Linked DNA regions of Mus musculus: regions 2 and 3 are each linked to region 1. A link is a contact called in public HiChIP or PLAC-seq and promoter capture Hi-C data. All regions are on one chromosome and are shown on one strand. The core of a region is the stretch at or near the end of the contact, and the rest is flanking DNA. Distances in the headings are between cores, read along the strand shown. Region 1 holds the start of 1810037I17Rik (RIKEN cDNA 1810037I17 gene). Region 2 overlaps Sec24d (Sec24 related gene family, member D (S. cerevisiae)). Region 3 holds the start of Fnbp1l (formin binding protein 1-like).

Evidence for each region. Promoter capture Hi-C pulls out the DNA fragments that hold promoters and counts their contacts. HiChIP or PLAC-seq counts read pairs in DNA pulled down with a chosen protein or histone mark.
Region 2: a contact with region 1 is called in an H3K27ac HiChIP or PLAC-seq map of extraembryonic endoderm stem cells, with 2.4 times the contacts expected there. The contact joins the enhancer-like site here to the promoter of 1810037I17Rik in region 1. A contact is called at or near these places in 3 of 39 promoter capture datasets (cranial neural crest, hematopoietic stem and progenitor cells and liver), 2 of 115 datasets of contacts at active chromatin or transcription factors (embryonic stem cells and extraembryonic endoderm stem cells) and 1 of 9 other capture datasets (liver).
Region 3: a contact with region 1 is called in a promoter capture Hi-C map of embryonic stem cells. The contact joins the promoter of Fnbp1l here to the promoter of 1810037I17Rik in region 1. A contact is called at or near these places in 7 of 39 promoter capture datasets (the C10 cell line, embryonic stem cells, hematopoietic stem and progenitor cells and 3 more), 3 of 484 Hi-C or Micro-C datasets (embryonic stem cells and olfactory sensory neurons), 7 of 115 datasets of contacts at active chromatin or transcription factors (embryonic stem cells, extraembryonic endoderm stem cells, stem cell-derived neural progenitor cells and 1 more) and 1 of 9 other capture datasets (adipose tissue).

What each region holds. Positions count from the first base shown.
Region 1 is chr3:122,922,448-122,926,392 of GRCm38.p6, forward strand. 1810037I17Rik (RIKEN cDNA 1810037I17 gene) reads left to right here and starts at 1,950. Exons shown (of 2, transcript NM_024461.2): 1 at 1,950-2,209; 2 at 3,032-3,747. The coding sequence starts at 2,013. The coding sequence ends at 3,032. 4933405D12Rik (RIKEN cDNA 4933405D12 gene) reads right to left here and starts at 1,669. Exons shown (of 6, transcript NR_046036.1): 1 at 1,616-1,669.
Region 2 is chr3:123,294,597-123,298,541 of GRCm38.p6, forward strand. All of the region lies in intron 6 of Sec24d (Sec24 related gene family, member D (S. cerevisiae)), which reads left to right. Among named protein-coding and RNA genes, the nearest start is that of Sec24d, 29 kb to the left of the region's middle. Within about 2 kb of position 2,260, at least 23 of the 459 cell types and tissues checked have an H3K27ac peak or open chromatin away from gene starts, as enhancers often do. A contact at or near this core is called in embryonic stem cells and extraembryonic endoderm stem cells, where this site is marked.
Region 3 is chr3:122,617,565-122,621,509 of GRCm38.p6, forward strand. It overlaps Fnbp1l (formin binding protein 1-like), which reads right to left and starts at 2,150. Exons shown (of 14, transcript NM_153118.3): 1 at 1,966-2,150. The coding sequence starts at 1,989.

The sequences.
Region 1 (3,945 bases), core at 700-3,199:
ACAACAATAGCATTAAGATATTGAAATTAAAGTTCACTTTTTGGTTATTTTAGTAACCTTAGATAATTTGTTATTTTTGTTCCCTAATTTTCTAAATCCATAACCAACTTTCGTATTGTCCATGCAAAAACTACAGCTCTCATCTTAAAAGAAAGAGACAGTTTATTCAGGAGCCACCCTGAATGGCCATGGGGACACAGATCTATATCTGTTACCCAATTCCATATTCCCACATGGAAACAGTTTCGTGAAGTTTTTAAAATTGCTTCACAGAACCAAGAAAGTAATAAAACAAGGCAAGCCCAAAATACACTGGTGGGTACTTTAGAAAGGCTGATTTAGGAAAGGAGAAAGCTCTTCTGTAAGCCCACGATGCTATCAGGGCTACTTGGTTGGTATAAGTTAGTGGGCTGCTAAGTTAGTAGACTCCAACAGGTTTTTATCTAATGGTTACAGGATATTCTGACATAGAGTTGAGTGGCTTATTAAAATACTCCCATGAAATACCTATGTAAATTCCACGCTTTACCTTATCTGAGCCTTCTGAAAATTCGTGACTGTAATTGAGACAGGCTAATTCCATGACAGACTTCTAATTGGCAGTTCCTGGGATTAGGCCTAAAATCCTAGGCTTCAGGCAGCTAGTCAGAAAGTGCCCTACCATCAGAAACGACCCCCCCCCCCCCAAAAAAAAAAAACCCAACCTGGCCTGAAGCAAGGACAATGGGTTTTCAGCCCTCACACCCAGGCAATAGTTTCAGAATGTCCTTAAGAGAGAGTAGATAAGGCCACCTACCCCAGGATTCCTCAGGCAAGTTTCTAGCCACCACACCAAGGTTATGCTTCTGGAATGCCCGAGATAAGAGTAAGACAAAGCCCATCTATCCGAGAATTCCCCCAATGTGCAGCGAGCATACTTGGTAATGGGAGACTCCAGCATGCTGGACTTCGACAAAATAAAACACTCTGTGTGTTTACAAACTACTTGAGTCTGGAGTATCATTCTTCAGCGAATCATGGACCCTTACAACGTCCACCTCATCAAAACTGTTTCAAAAATTATGAGCAAATCGCTCAAGTCTGTACAAAATCATCCAAAGTTCTCAAACTGTACACACTTCCCAAACATGTAAGAAACCAAAAAGTTTACGTGTATTGGAGAGATGATTCTACGGGGTCTGCCAACCTTTTTACATTGTCACACAATGTTGTCGTCTCCAAAGTTATTATCAGAGAATCTCACGATCTAGTTTTTTAAAAGGAAGGAAGAAAGAAAGAAAGAGAGAGAGGGAGGGAGGGAGGGAGGGAGGGAGGGAGGAAGGAAGGAAGGAAGGGAAGGAAGGAAGGAAGGAAGGAAGGAAGGAAAGGAAGGAAGGAAGGAAGGAAGGAAGGAAGGAAGGAAGAAGGGAGGAAGAAAGAAAAACATCCCCCCACACGCTCATGTTTATAAAAAGACTACTTTTGTGGGTGGGCAAGGCTGGAATCCTTTGAGGCGGTTCCTGAAGTTCTGGCATCATCTCAGAGAAAAGGAGTTGAGACAGTTTTCATCCCAGAAACCGGGAGAACCAGTAATGCACCCTGCAAGGCAGCGTTTGAGCTACGTGAGAGAGCTCACCTGCACCTTAGAAACCACCTCTGAACACCGCAAGGGGACACCCCACCAGGAAGCAACGGGGCGGGGCACAGAGCGCATGCGTGCGGTCGGGGAGGCGGGGCAGACACCTTCGCCAAGTTCGGGGGGCGAGGAGGGGTGGTGGAACAGAGCGCCTGCGCCAAGAGCAGCCGGCCCAGCGGAGTCTGCGCGTTCCCGGGAATGCCGAAGAAGGCGAATTCCTAGAAAGGGAGGACGCCTGCGCAGTCCGGAAGGCGGGGACGCGGGGGCGGGGCGGGGCGCGGCGGCGGGGGCGGGGCGCCTAGTCGATTGGCGGGGTTACCCGGAATTGGTTGCTAGACTGGGCGCGAAGCGGTCTTCAGGTTTGGTCTCAGTTGCGCGGAAGTGAAACGACGCGGAGATGGAGGTGAGCCAGGCGGCGTCTGGTACCGACGGTGTCCGGGAACGGAGGGGCTCGTTCGAAGCTGGAAGGAGGAACCAAGATGAGGCACCTCAGTCCGGGATGAACGGGCTTCCGAAACACTCCTACTGGCTGGATCTCTGGCTCTTCATCCTTTTCGACCTGGCCTTGTTCGTCTTCGTGTACCTCTTGCCCTGGTGAGTATCCTGAGTTGCAGAGTTGAAGAGCTTAGGAAGCTGGCGGCTGCTTCAGTCTTCTCGGAGAGGGAGGGAGGGACGGCAGCTAGAGATGGCGGAGTTGGAAGAGCGAAAATGGATTTCCTTGACACCCCAGTGGCAAGAGGAGTGTGGAGAAAACTTGACTTCCCATATTTGTCTGTTTCATCACCACAAACGAACTGTTAAGTGTTAGAAACCTATACCCATAATTAGATCTATCGTAAATAATAAAAAATAATTACTAAAAACTAATAAAAATAAAAGTAAATAAATATCGTAAGTAATAAAAAATAGAGCATGACAGGTTAAATGTGATTATATCTAAAGTGATTTGAGTGTTGTGCGCCTGCTTAAAATGCTTAGCCCAAAGCAAGCCTTGTAAACTTAACTTGTCCATAACTTATGCAGATAAACGCGTATTATCTTCCAGAGTATCCCCAGTCCTACATCTGTCAAAGAATGGAGTATCTTGGGTTTCTTTGGCTCTCATTTTTTCGGTTTTGTGGCAAATTAGAAGGCAGAGAATGGGGGGGGGGTTTGAAAAGATAAACAGTTTTTTGATAAAAACTCGTTAAGTCATTTTGGTATAGACATTTCAAGAACAGTGATTTATTATTTAGTTATTTTTAATGATCTCATTTTCACCTCTGGGTAGAAAATTCATGACTTAATAATGTAGGCCTTTAGTTTTCCTTATCAATAGTGTAAATTATGTAGGGATAGGCTAGCAGTATCTATGTTCAGCGTCCCACTAAATGTCAAAATAAGCAGATGAAGGAAACAAGTATTTGGTTTTTACAGACCGGTTTGCTGAGTCAAGAATGGGGCTTCTGGAGTGAATCTTGAAAACGACTATAGACTCTTGAATGAAGAGGACTCCAGCAGCTGACTTCGGCACCTCTATCTAACCTTTTCTTCAGCCCTTGACCTCACTAAAGTACTATCATATGTTTAAAACCTGTTTTTCATGGTTGAAGTAATGATTGTAGCTAAATGATAGATAATATATATTTTTAATAATGTCTGTAACTTAAGTACTTATGGGAAATAAATGTATGTAAAAAAAAAAAGTTATCTTTGTGAAGCTTACTTTCTCAAATATTGTTTTAAAACTATGCTATTATAAAATAATTATCTAGAGTTGAATAGGTAGCACTTACTCAGAAAGGCCACAGTCCCAAAGCAGCTACTAGAAACATTTTGGAAGCTGTTCCTTGTCATCTTAAGACCTGGGTGATTAGAAATTCTTTACTGTTGGTTTTAGTGCTATTCAGTATATGAGAACTGTCTAAAATACTCAGAGGGGGTGTTCTTCTCCCTTATAATTCACACTATTTGGTGAACTGTTTACAGTTGTCTTAAGATACTGTTGCATTTGCTTGGGTAATTTTTGTGCAAGGTGTAACTGAAGTATGCGTATTAGCACACAGGGCCGAGGTGACTCTTGAGTTCACCACACTCTGGGACCTGCTTACTAATTTTCTCTAATAAATGTTTAATCACTGAATTTAGTTTCACACTGTGTCAGATTCTCTGGTGGTAGAGTGGGGAGGTTAATAGCTTGCCATTAGGTCACACAAGTACTTTATTCTCTTGAGCCCCAGGCCAGCCCACCACAGCTGTCAGCTAACTGGACATTTCTAGGATGGAGACCTTAGTATGATGGTGAATTTTTGGGTCACTTTGGGCTAAGGGATCCATGACAGATGGCAAAA
Region 2 (3,945 bases), core at 1,010-3,509, 370 kb after region 1:
TTTATAATACATTGAAAACTCAACTTTAGCAGCTCTTGGTACCTTTTGTTACTATGTTAATAGCTTAGCATTTCTTATGGTTTGAATATGAAAGATATTCAAGGTGCTTTGTTCCCAGTCAGTTGTTTTTTGGAAGGTTCTGAAAACTTTCTGAGGTATGACCTACCTGGAGGAAGTCAGCCTTTGGGGGTATTTTGTTCCTAGCCTGTGGTAGTTTGAAGGAGAATGTTCCCTAGAGGATTATCTGTTTGAATACTTGGTCCCCCACTGATAGCACTGTTTGTGGAGGCGTAGAAGGTGTGGCCTTATTGAAGGAATTGTAGACTGGGAGTGGGCTTAGCCAGCTGAAGTCCTTTTCCTACTGCAGTCTACTCTCTCGGCTTTGTGCTTTGTGGTTCAAGAAGTGAGCTTTCAGCTTCCTGTGCCTACCGTGATGCCTGCCACATTCTGCCACGCTATTCTTGCTGTAGACTTGCTTATGGACTCTAACCATCTGGAACCATAAGAGTAAATAAACTCTTAGTTTTATAAATCGCCTTACTCAGGGTGTTTTATCACAGCAACAGAAGAAGTAATACATGGCCCCTTTCTGCCGTGCCCTCTGCTTGCTGTCTGCTGTGAGGTGTACAGACACAAACACAAACACAAAATGCTGCATACATGCCGTGCCGGCTACTCCTCCACCAGGAGGCTCTGCCCAAACGCATGGGGCCAAGCAGCCATGGGCTGAGTCCTCTGAGGCAGCCGGATAAGCCTTTCTTCTGTTAAATTGCTGCCGCCAGTGACCGAGTGTGTTTACTAAAACACAGTTAGTGGATGGTTAGGGCTAGGACCTTGTTTCCCTGGGCTGATTTTAAGTGCCTGCGTGATTTCAGGTCACCTCCCCTCCCCAACTCTTGTCCTCACCAGGTCTGTTCCTGTTACAATCTCAGCTACCTTCAGTATCCTTGCAGATGAACTTCCCAGTTCCCTGGTCTCCCAGGTTTCTACCTTCCCCTACCCTTTCCCAGATCTGATCACAGGTCATGTGACCACCAAATACCCCTGAGAGCATTGCATTTCCATCTCCTGCCTCCCACCTTTGTACCTCATTGCCTTTGAAAGCCAAAGCAACTGCTCTCTCCACCAGGTCTTTCACACCTAACACTTTTCTTTGACTTCATCTCTTAACCATGTGTTTGTGTTTGCAGGTGAATTTGCATGTACCTTCGTGTTTGTGTCTTTGTATTTGTGTGCTGTATGTGAGCATTCGGGGTGTGTTTGTGAATGGAAATGTCTCTGTGTGTGCATGTGTATGTGTTTGTATTTGTTGTATACAGGTGTTTGTGTGTGCATGAATATGTCTATGTGTGTTTGATTATACTTTGTGTGGGTTTGTGTGTGTAGGGGGTTGTATGTATGAGTGTATGTGTGTGGTATATATATATATATATGTATATATATATATATATATATACACATATATATATACATACATACATACATATACATACATATACATATATATGTGTATGTGTTTGTTTGTGTATATGTTCATATGTGTCTGTATGTGGTATGTGTATATGTATGTGCATACATGTCTTTATATGTATTTACGTGTGGGTATATATATATGTATATGTGTTTGTGTATGTGTGTGCTATGTGCATATATGTGTATGTATATGTGTGTGCATGTGTATATATGTATGTGTGAGGTTCTTGTTATTGCCTGATACCTCTCCTCACTTAGTGGTAGGGTGCTTAGTCTTTGGAATGACCTTTTCTTTGTGGACATTTAGTCTCTATTTGTCATGGATATTTAGTCAATTCATCCCCAAGAGCAGGCAGCTGACATCAACTGAGAGCATTTTCAGAATTCTCATTCTTGAGCTGCACTCAGACTGTGATGGTGGGCACCCTGATGAGGGGCCATTACTCATGGTGCTCTCATTCTCAGGGCTTCCAGCAAAACTGTGGATCCTCAGAAAGACCTCTCCCCTGAAACCCAGCCCTGTCCTGTCTGCCAGCTCCTTACCTGCAAAACTGCAGACTCATCATGGACTCTTATACCTTCCTTTCGTCCTCTGATTAATTCTGTCTCTGTTCATCAGCTCTCCCCGGTGCACGCCTCCACCATCCGGCTGCCTGAGACTCTGAGAACCTCCTAACTAGCCGGGAAGTCGCTGTGCCCGGCTCTCCATCCAACTTAAGTCAGAGCAGATCCAAAGCTCACCAGCACTCCTTCATAGCTCACAGTCAACATTCTTACCATTCCTCACACAATGCTTCATTGTTGGCCACTCCTGACTCCAGCTCCCCTCACTACAAGTGCACACAAATACTAATGCCTCCGATGTGGCCTCTCCTTGCCCTGTGCCTCTGTTTTAGTCGGGCTAGCTCTTCAAACATGCCTCGTTTGGGCCTCAGCTGGACTCGTGACTTTTCTATTACCTGTATACATTCTCCTGTCCTAGGCATATGCAAAGCCCAACTCATGTGGTCCTTTTTTCCCTGTCTTTACTACCCACTCAGTATCCCTGGAGTGATACTGGGGCTGGAGTATCGTGCCCCTTCATGTCCTGGCAGAGGGCACGTTATTTGTACCTTTATTTATCTGCCACCTTTCTTCTAGACTTGAACCTCTAGTTTGTCCCCTGCTGTCTTTACTACTAAACAGGACCTGCTGTTGATGCTCAGCGAATGGGGGCGAATATTAATAAGAAGCAGGTGCCCTGGTTCATCACGAACCTCGCAAGTGCTTATGTGCAAACCAGCTCCATGTATTTTATCTTGAAGAGATAACATGATGCCAGATGGAGCCTGCTTATTTTCCTAGGATGAAAACAACACATTTTGTTAATGAAATAAACTCTTTTTTTTGTGGAAAGAAAGATGTCATTCTGCAATCCCGAGTGAGGCACCTAGGACAGTAGACCTTTGACTGGTGGTCTTTGCCACATTATGGCGTGCCGGAAGCTGCACTACTGAAGGTCTCTCTCACCCTCTTCTGCCTTGCAGGAGCATTATTCAGAGGTTGTGTCCTTCCCTTTCCTTTCACCATGCACGATTCAAACAGGTCTACCTGGAGCAGCACCGCTAACTGGCCAGCATCTTAAGTTGCTTCTCCTGATACGTTTCTCCCAAGAGCAGCGCTTCCTTTGTGTTCTCTCCTGATTATGTTTTATGGTTCCACAACACTCACGGGAATGATGCCCGTGGCACGTCTGAGGGGGAGAGAGAGAGATCTGTGTCTTCCGAGGGCGCTCTGACATCATTGCATGTCACTGTGGTACCTCTGAGCCCACACACGCAGGTCACAGCCCAGTCACTGTTGGAGTTTTTGCTTATTGTCCCATTTCGGATGCTGTTTTTCAAGAGTGTGCATTTGGGGTAAACCAAAAGCTATTTTTAACGGTGGCTAGAACTATTTGATATGTCTTATAGTTTCCTGTGTCTTATTTTGAGGAGATGTGGGTTTAATTAATAATGACTATTTATAACATTGTTTCTTTGGGGACAGGGCTTTGCCAGTCATAAACGGATAGTTTGAAATAAGGTTTGTGGGACTATGGTCTACTGATTAGTGACTGTGTAGGTTCAGTGTTCCGGGCACACGACTGTGTCATGACAGTGGCCACCTTAGACTTTGTTGGTTGGGATGATTATGCCAAATGCTAACATTTAGTAATATACACGTTACTCTTCCTTTGAGTAGCCCAATTAGCCTGTGGTTAAATACAGAACTTGATTACAGTGATTTGATGTATCTGCACACTTCCTTTTTGTGGGAGCATCTTGTCTGTGTCTTGCTGTGGTAGTGATGTCTGGAACACATCCTATATCTTTGTGTTTGTCACTACTCAAACTCTGAGGATGCCAGACGGCAGACAGATACAGGTTTAAATTCAGGCTTGGTCGGTTGCCAGTGTTCTTGGAACCCACGCCGCCGCCTGCACCATCTGTG
Region 3 (3,945 bases), core at 900-3,399, 300 kb before region 1:
AGAACCTGTACTGCTTTTGCAGAGAACCTAAGTTCAAATCCCACCACCCACATCGACAACAACTCACAAGCACCTGTAACTCCAGCTTCAGAATCATGTCCTCTTCTGGCCTCCTTAGGCACCGATGCACATGCATGCACATGCATGCAGATTAATCCAATGGCTAAGAGCATTTGCTGCTTTTGCAAAGCACCTGAGTTTGGTTCCCAGCATTTGTGATGAGCCTCATAAGTGTCTGAGCTACAGCTCCAGGAGATCTGATGCCCTCTTCTGGCTTCTTTGCCAGATATACCCACAGTCAGTCACAAATAAATACATGAATTTAAAATTAAAAATAAGGGGCTAGAGATACGGCTTGCTGTCTAGTATGTGCGAGGTCCTGGGTTCAATCGCCAGGCACCAAAGAGATAAAAAATGTTGTAAATAGAAAATAAAACTATACCCATCTCCATTCACTGATGACACTGTAACCATCACAGAATGTACGTTTAAAAGGGAAAACCCTTAGTCCCAGCAACTGGAGAGAGTCAGGTGGATCTCTGAGTTTAAGGACAGCCTGGTCTATATTACGAGTTCCAGGCCAGCCATGTTTATAGTGAGACTGTCTCAAACAAACATAAAAGTAAATGGGAAAGGACCAATAATGCCTGAAATTCTAACTGATGTTACATGATTCGTTTACAAATGACGCTCACCATTATCAGAACAATCAAGTGGAGAGGCTCCTGAGGTATTTTGTCTTGATGGTTATGTTTGCAGACTGGGCAAACACTTCTGCAGAGTGCTACAGGACAGATTCCTGGGGCAGGGTTAAGTGGGTGACTAGATGAGCTTTTAAGTGTCACTTCTAAAATTCCCAATCTACAGCACGTGGAAAAGGAGAAAACATTCGGCCTCGCGACTAAACGATCTGTTTCGAATCCCAGTGAGCGTACATACTCGAAACTTGTCCCTCCTCTCCCGCTACAGAGATTCCCGGAGATTTTCGCAAACAAAGGCACGGAAAATATGCACAGGTGGGATAAAAAGGGGAGTGGCAGAGGCCAGGCGGCGCTCGCTCGAGACAGCGCCCCCACGCCGCCAATTTTCCCGGCCGCACCTGAGAAATCACTGCCATGCACACCTCCACCCTCAGGTGACGGCGTCCGGAGCGAATTCCTCGACCTATAACCCTCCGCCTGCACCTTGGTCGGACATTGGGTATTGTCTGCAGCCTCCAGCGCCCAGGAAAGGCACGGAAGAAAGAGAGAGAGAGAGAAAAAAGAGAGAGACAGACACACACACACATACACACACGAGAGAGAGAGAGAGAGAAAGAGAGAGAGAGAGAGAGAGAGAGAGAGAGAGAGAGAGGAGAGAGAATAAAGAACGAGAGGGAAATCAAGCGATCGGCAAGCCGCGCGCTCCTTTCGCCAAAATGAGCGTCCCTTCCTCGATCCCACTACCTAATTCGGGTCACAAAAGCAGACCCGCCAGCCCAGAGAGGCTGCAACCGGAGCTGGCCGGCGCGGAGTCGCGGGCGCCCTAGGTCCCGAGCAAGGAGGCAGCAAGAGAGGGAAATGGGCGTGTGGGTTGGGCCTGGCTGGCCCCAGGCCGGGCTGGGAACAAAGCCGCCCGGCTCCCCCTACCTGGAGCTGGGGCGTCGCCCAGGCGCGCGGCGCGGGGATCCGAGCGGCGCCCCTTCGGGACAATGGCTCCCTCCCCCGCCGTCGGGCGCGCGGTACAAAGGCGCGGCGCCCGGCCGGGCACCCGTCCGCAAAGTCAGGCAGAGGCTGGAGAGGGGACGGCAGCGGCCGTCCAGGGCTGCGGCCCGGGCCCCTCGGAGGGAGCCCCAGGCAGCCGCCCCGTCGCCTCCCCGCCCGCAGCCGAGCGGGCTCTCGCGGCACAAAGAGGCGCCGGAGTCCGCGGCGCGCCAAGCCCGGGGCTCCCGCCGACGGCGCGAGCCGCTCTGCTCCCCACACTCACCCACAGCTCGGTGCCCCAGCTCATGGCGGAACCTGAGGCGACTGGCGCCGGCCGGCTGCTCCCGCTGTCCTCTCTCGTCCCGACTTTCCCCTCCTCAGCGTCTGCCTCGAAAGCTGCCGCCACCACCACCGGGTTCCCCAGTGAGTGAGAGAGACACGACTGAAGCGAGCCGCCGCCGCGTCCCCGCCTCCCGGCAGCGGGGAGGGAGGGAGGGAAGGAGGGAGGGAGGGGGCCGGGGCCGAGGGGAGGCGGGACGGCGGGGAGGGGGCGGGCCGCGGTGCACCCTGGGATCGGGGCGGGCCCGCACTCGCGCGCGCGGGGGCCGGCGGGGGTCTCCTCCGAACAGCTCGCCCGGGGCGGGGATCCTCGGACCCTCGGCGGCGTCCGCTCCGGCCTCCGGGCTCAGCAAAAGCCGCACTCAGACTCCCGCTCCAAGATGGAGAGCCAGGGAGGACGCCCACGGTCCCTGCCTTGCTCGGAGACCCCCCCCCTCAAAGGAGGCGACCCCACACGTCAGCGTTCTTTGCGGAGCCCTGACAAAGAAACCACGTCCAGACGTTGGAGCAGAGGGGTGTGTGCGTGTGTTTAGTTAAAAAAAATCTGCCTTCGTAAGGTAACTTCTCCGTCCAGGCTTGGCGCTTCAGCCTGGGATCCCCGGGAACCACAGACCTGTAGAGGTCAAACGTCCAATGTGAATGCAACGTGTCACACGACGTGTCTGGTTTTTGTTTTTGTTTTTAATAAAGCATTTTGATTTTATTGTAAGTTCTTTCGGGAAACCTTTTTTTCTTTTTTTTAAGAGGCAAGCGATCCCGTAATCTTTTGGGGACGTTGCCATGGTAAAAGATAAGACTTGGTGGAAAGCGAACCCGACTGACACCTGCAGGAGGTGAGACGCTGCTGAGCTTGCCTGAATTCTAGGCTCGTGGCTACCTCCAGGGACCGGTCTCTCCCTCCTCACAGCCCTTCAACAACCTGTTCAGAGCCTGAGGCGTCTCTTGCCTCCGATAGGAATCTTGGCTGCAGACGACCTCTTGCTTTTAGCTGTGCTGAGTTATTTCCCAGCCTGCCTCCACTGGCAGTCAGCAAGTTTGGCTGGTGCTACTAGATACCGCGTACAGTCTGCTCACTAACTCCCCAGCATATGCTTTAGTATTAATTGCTTGTCGCTTAAAACACACACATTTTCACTCTAGAACCAGTAGAGTACTCTTCAGTGAGTCATGACAACTGAATGCTTCAAGGTCCCCCCACCAACGGACGTCTTATCAGCCTTGAAACTCCTCCCTACGGGACCGGGACCGGGACCAACACAGGTGTTCCAGCTTCTTCCGCCCCAGCCTTCCTGTTTACCTAGTTCTGCTCCCCATTGAAGTCCAGGCAAATAGCCAGAGCTCTCCAGGCAGTCTAACCACCACTCACCAAATTCTTTGCTATCCTTTTCTGAGGTAGGCTGAGCAAATGAATACTCTCTTCTAATTAGGTTAAGGCCGGTCTTTTTTTTTTTTTTTTTTTTTTTTAATGTTCTTTGAAAGTCGCTGAAGCCAAGTGTGATGACGCACACCTGTAATTTTAGTGCTCCGGAGGGGAGAGGCGTAACTACAGGAGTCAGAGGCTAGCCTGGGTTACAGAGTGTGCAGTGGTTGGAGGGTGGGGGTGGGGTGTTGGTAAGAGAGAATATCTTCCTAAGAAATAACTTCTTTCCACCATTTTTCTGGATTTCTCTATTTCAAAAAGGCCTGTCTCTGTCAAAGTATGTCTTCTAACAGTCACCTCTCCGGTCTCACTCTCACTCTCTAGATAGTATGAAGTTACTGTAGCAATGTCTCCTTTAGAGCTATTCCAGTTCTAAGATGTAACTTACCTACGCTCTGCCGTGGAAGCTAAGAAAGACCTAAGGACCATAATTCAAACCAAAATTACACCTCTAAGAGGCAGAGAGCAGGTGAATCTCTGAGTTCAAGACAACCTGGTCTACAT